2 separate regions of the Rattus norvegicus genome follow, and region 1 is linked to region 2. Evidence: chromatin contacts called from public Hi-C data. All regions are on one chromosome and are shown on one strand. Each heading gives the region's core, a stretch centred on a gene start, on an enhancer-like site or on the middle of the called end of the contact. The rest is flanking DNA. Distances are from core to core; before and after follow the strand shown. Region 1 overlaps Bach2 (BTB domain and CNC homolog 2). Region 2 has its middle 68 kb from the start of Bach2.

Region 1 (2,700 bases), core at 58-2,557, 320 kb after region 2:
CCGAACCCCTTTTTCTTCCCAACTGACTTGATAGCTTTCCATGCAAGATTCTTAAAATTATGTCTATGGTTCAGTGACTGGAGAATGTTTTCACAAGCGTCTGCACTTGGTCTGCTTAATAGAAAGATGTCTTTGAATGGCAGCATAGGAGTCAACTGTATTCGTGAGTAAAACAATGTTTCCATGCTGTCTAGAACATGCTCAGTGTTTGAATTTCCTAGTGCTTTATGCCTGGAAGAGGAAGTCACATGACAAGGAAAGACACACCTCCCCTCGCCACCAGGCGATCCCTGATTTTATTCTTCCTAGCAAACCCAGAAGCCCAGTGGATCAAGTATCATCTCTGACTCACAGAACCTCAAGCGGTCTTGGACAGAGAGAATGGATTCTCTGAGACCACAGAGCTAATTCCTTGTGGCCTGAGAAGTGAATCCCAGGATACCTGGGATTCACAAGCAGAAAGACGGTGGTGCAGAAACATCTCTTGGTCTTGGAGAGCCAGACCATTGCCATGGTCTCCAAGGGGCACACTCAGCCTGGTGCTGTATGCCTGTGGCTCCAGCTCCTGTCTGATAAATACAGAAGCAGGAACGGTTTCACAGTCCACTCTTCTGGGACTCATAGAGAAAACAGATTCTTGGTTTTGGCTTTTGCTTCCAAATCTACTTCTCCACCCTCCTTCTTCAGTAGCAGTAGTCTCTGCCTAGCAAACCAGAGGCAATGGGCAAGCGAAATGTGTGTTTAAAAGCTTGGTGGGACGAGATGGGCAGGGTGTCCCTGACATCGTTCCATAAAAGCCGTGCAGAGCAAGCGTTGTGGAGAAACGCACCAAGGCGGTACAAGCATTAGGAGTGGTAGCTGTTCCTCTCGTGTCTCATATTTGAATTCTTTATAGGAAATTGGGGTTTCAGTTGTATTTTACTGGGAATGGGGAGAGTGGCTTAGGCTACAGGATGTAGGCAGGCGTTACCAAGCAGTTGTCCGTCTGAGGAGAAGGATGCACTGTATCCCAGGCCTCCCTGCAGCCTGCCCAGCCTCTCTGGTCCAGGCTTTCTCTCTTATCTCTCTGTAGATGTGCTGAGAAAGCTGATTTTAGCTTTCCATGCACCATTCAGAAGGTCCTCTGCTCTTTGCCATCTCTAGGTCAAAAGGTCCCTGGTTACTCTGCAGGAATCTATTTCGCACACTGCTAAAGAGCTGGGACTCCCACAAAGCCTGACCTTCCTCTGGGCACTGCTGGTGAGCAGCGTAGGTCTCATACTGAGAAAATGACCTCTAATCCTGCACTTCCTGTGGGTTCCAGAGGCAGGGGAAGAGTCAACACTTTGGCAAGACTGGGACGACCAACAGGAACATATTGTGCAAACCACAGCAGTGGCCTGTAGTGCCCTCTTTCACATTTGGCCTGCTGACTCAGTGGCTATTCCTCAGAGCCTTAACGGAGAGCGAGAGCAGTTCACAACTAAAGGGATTCGTCACCTATGAACCTTGCAGGTGCAACAGCTGTGCAGCCTCCCTGCCCAGAGAGCCCACTGGATATAACTGCGGGCCACTCAGACAGGTGGCGGTGACCGTTGGAGTTGGCAGAATGTCTCGTTGTGTCATATTGTGTATTCTGTGCAGTCTCCAGGGACCCGGAGAGTAGACACCTCGTATGAGAAGTACAGTTCGGAAGGATATGTTATGCAGGAGCATTGACTAAAACACAATTGTGTAAGTTGTGCTAATCTTCCTTGAGGAAAGAGCAGAGGCATGAGCCTTCTGGGAAATGTTCAGCCTTCCAAGGCCCTGTCACGTTACCTGGTTTCCAGCCCTGTGCGGGAAATATTTGTGCACACAAAAGCTTGTGAGAATATTCCTCTGCAAAGGCCTGGGGCTGCTCCTCCTCTTCAGGAATGCCCATTGGCTTGGAAAGAGCAAAGGATTATGGTTAAGTGTCTGTGCTCCCACCTGCTGGTCCATGTAAATCCTTCCTTACTGTATGGCTAGCAGATCTAAAAACCAAAACCCACCCCCCAGGAGTGAGGGTTCCCTTCCCCCTGATAGAAAAGAAGGTGTATGGTTGACTATTTTCTCCTCCACTGACCCTCTTCCAGAGACACAGCTGGATGGCGGCAGCCCTGATGAAATTTCATATGGCCTTTGCTTTTGCTCCAAGGACTTTGACACTGCCGTTGTTGATTTTCCCTTTCTTCCCCTGCCAACCTCCCATCCTATCTACCTGGTCTGTGTTTGCTGTCTAGGTGGCTTTAAATACAGTAGTGCTTAGGGCGGAAGCCCTTTAGACTCTCCCTGTATCTGGGCCGTCGCATGTTTTCTTTCCGAGAGAAAGCAAATAACCGTCTGGAGCTAAAGTAGGATGGCTCTACTGTCAGCGGAAAGAGAAATCCCCCAGGGCCCCAGGAGTGCACAGCTTTTGTGATGCCCAAACACTGTGCCTCTGACTGATGCCCTCCGTGCGGCTGAGTCACCATGTAGGATCTGAGCGCCTGTGACCCACAGCTTATAGAAGGGAAATGAGCAGCCCTCCACATAATCAGAGGCCTAGTAGAGATGCAGCCCCACAGGCAGAAGCCTTCCCAAGAGCCTGAAAAGGAGCCATTTGTCCTGGCGGCTCCTCTTTAACGCTCAGAGCAGACCTGACCCCACAGTGGGGTAATGCGTTCCCCTCTAGTTTCCTGGTCTTGGGTCAGAGTTTTG
Region 2 (2,700 bases), core at 147-2,646:
GGGAGGGGGGTTGGGGGGGGCTGAAGTTAGAGCTGCTTTCTACCCCTCCAGCAACCATGCTATGTTGAGTTGGTGGCGCCATCTAGTGCCAGCCTGTGGAACTGTGCTGGACTCGGTCTTACGTAGCTGGGTGTGGAGTGGTTTTTCTGTAACAGGGTAGTCCAGTGGAGAGTACGCTGTAGTTCCTGAGTATAAATATACCTCATGGCAACCTTCACCCAGACTCCTCAGTTCTCAGCATCCTTCTCTTCCTTTTTCCAACTCCTGCTGAGTCTTCCTCACCCCTTTCCTCCTCCTATCTCTCCTCTCCCTCCTCCTCTCCCTCCCTTCCCCTTTTCTCAACCTCCTCTTCCTAGTCACCAGCTTTTCTCTTCTTTGTTCTCTTCCTTCCTTCATCCTCTTCCTCCTGGGACTCAGATCGTTCCAGACGCTTCCTATCCGTACCAGTAGATAACTATCAATGCCTTTCTTTCCCCTTTGTGCAGAAGTCTCTTGGAACACTTGGGCCTTCCTTCTCTGCTAATTAGACATTTTCCCAGACTCAGCCGCTTGGGCGTGGGGGTTGGGGGCTGTCTTCATTATTTTGGTGCTGTCGTTGCCTGCGGTAGTGTTTCCCCTCCTGTAAGCGGCACAACCTGGAATGCTCCTTAAAGGCTGGAGTGTAGCATGGACTGTCCCCACCGTGCTCCCTCATGGACAAGTTGCACTCGCCTTTGGGGGAAATGCATTCTCTGTTCCAAACACCAGACCTTCCACGTGGACTTTGGGATTCTGTGTTGAGTGAGAGAGCAGAACTGAGGGCATGTAGGTCAGAGTCTGGCATGGGATGGCCATGTAAAGGCGCCACGGGGCCTGAGTTAGTGTCTGAGTTTCAGTCTCCCCCATTTAACACTTCAATTCCCACATATGTTGAACACCTCATCTGTGGCTTTGAGTGCAAGTCTCTTCCGAAAAACAGGAACCGTGCTTTGGTTACCAGTTCTTGTGGTCGATACGGCAGGCTATTTTGATTTGTCAGAGGAGAGGAAAAGCAGTTAAATCTAGTTAAAATTAAAGCCAGTTAAAATTAACCGGCTCAAGAGATTTGAATGCAGCTGTTCCACACATTGAAACACGGAGAGTGAGTTGTTTTGTTTTTTGTGTTTTTGTTGTTTTTTTTTTTTATTACCACTACTGATTATTATTGGTCGTAACTTCTTTTTGAGCCAGGGTGTAGACTCTCTGCATGTTTTGGTCTGACAGAGGAAAATAATAAGCGGGTGGTGGCGGGGGCGGTGGGGGGGCGGCAGAGAGTCTTGTGTGTCCCAGTTTTGTTTCGCCCCACAGTGTACCTCTGAATGCCAGTATTGAGCAGTCAGCAGTTCCCACCAGCGGCTTGCTGACTCATGTGCCCCGGGGCCGTGGGGCTCCCTGGGCCGCTCTGCAGTGCTCAGGGCCAGCGTGGCCTGGGAGGGATGGGAGGTCACTGTCTGTGGGTCTGTGATCACTGCGAACTGATGGGCAGTCTTCTTCCCTCTACCCACCACAGCCTCTGGCGGGGCGGGCAGGGAAGCAGGCGCTGAAGTCTGCCTGCCTTTGCAGAAGCAGCGTAGGACACAATAGCGTTTATCTGGGAAAATAAGACTTTCACTTTATTGTTTTGGGAACCTTCAAACCCAGACACATGGGTAAGGAGAGGTCCTGCTGTTAACTACTTAGCCCCCCCCCCCCCAAGGACTTCATGAAATTGGAAGTGGGGCTTCCTTGGCATTGCAGAGACCTGGCCCACATCTCTGTGGGCAGCAGAAACAGGAGGCGGGGCAGTAAGGGGGTGTGACTAGCAGGCCAGTCCCTTGGTGACCACAGCCTTTGTTTGCATCTGTTGCTGGCTCTTGATGTAAAAACAAAAACAAAGCGTCTAGCCCTGGGTCAGGATGATGCCACCTGACTTAGCTGACTCCCTTTGCTGGTTTTGTTTACATAGCTCGGTTTGGGTATTTCATCGGAAAGTGTGAAATGCTGTTTTTCTGAGGTCGCTACCCAAACTTCCTTTTGTGGACGGGAGTTGATCAGATCATCCTAGACTCCCAGAGGATGATGCAAACGAGCTGAGCTGTCACAGGAAAAAGCCTTGCAGGGGCTGAAACAGAGCCTCTTGGTACCCCGGAGAAGTTTCCTGAGGGCTCTCTGACCAGTAATAAAGAGAAAGCCACAGTGACTGAAGCATATGCTGATGGACATTCTCGGTTTCCGCCGATAAGGGGTGACTCATCAGTATCAATAGAATTGTGACTTCTAATAATAACACAGTGTGAGCCCTTCAAAACATGTGGTTTTAGCCCCTGCTCTCAGTGAAAGGTTGGAAAATGTTAGTTTGAGTTCCCCCCCACCCCCCCTCCCGACCTCTTTATGTCACTGGAGTATGAAATCGTGTTTTTGTAGGTGTGATGGTGACCCCATTGTTTTTTTTGTCTCACTGTTTTTAGTTTCATTATGACTAAGAAACCAAAGTGGATTATTTCATCGCTCAGAAATCTGTGCACTAAGCGTTGCCTCTGGGGCTGTGTTTTGAGGGAAATGTGGCTGAAGAGCAGATCCTCCCAGAAGGCAGAAAGGAAAAAACTGAACAGACCACAGGCCGCCAGGATCTGGGCACCTCCTACACAGTCTATTGTGAAGGGCTGTGGGCTTGCTGAGTAGCCCGATTGCCCTGTGAGTCAC

Evidence for each region. A called contact is a pair of places that touch in the nucleus more often than the background predicts.
Region 1: a contact with region 2 is called in a Hi-C map of liver, with 3 times the contacts expected there. The contact joins two enhancer-like sites. A contact is called at or near these places in 8 of 12 Hi-C or Micro-C datasets (the A7r5 cell line, Schwann cells, frontal cortex and 4 more) and 1 of 1 datasets of contacts at active chromatin or transcription factors (oligodendrocytes).

The regions. Positions count from the first base shown.
Region 1 is chr5:51,762,569-51,765,268 of GRCr8, forward strand. The region is part of intron 4 of Bach2 (BTB domain and CNC homolog 2); the gene reads left to right. Among named protein-coding and RNA genes, the nearest start is that of Gja10, 34 kb to the right of the region's middle. Within about 2 kb of position 1,308, at least 5 of the 93 cell types and tissues checked have an H3K27ac peak or open chromatin away from gene starts, as enhancers often do. A contact at or near this core is called in liver, where this site is marked.
Region 2 is chr5:51,444,020-51,446,719 of GRCr8, forward strand. It overlaps a transcript of Bach2 not described here. Among named protein-coding and RNA genes, the nearest start is that of Bach2, 68 kb to the right of the region's middle. Within about 2 kb of position 1,397, at least 65 of the 93 cell types and tissues checked have an H3K27ac peak or open chromatin away from gene starts, as enhancers often do. A contact at or near this core is called in liver, where this site is marked.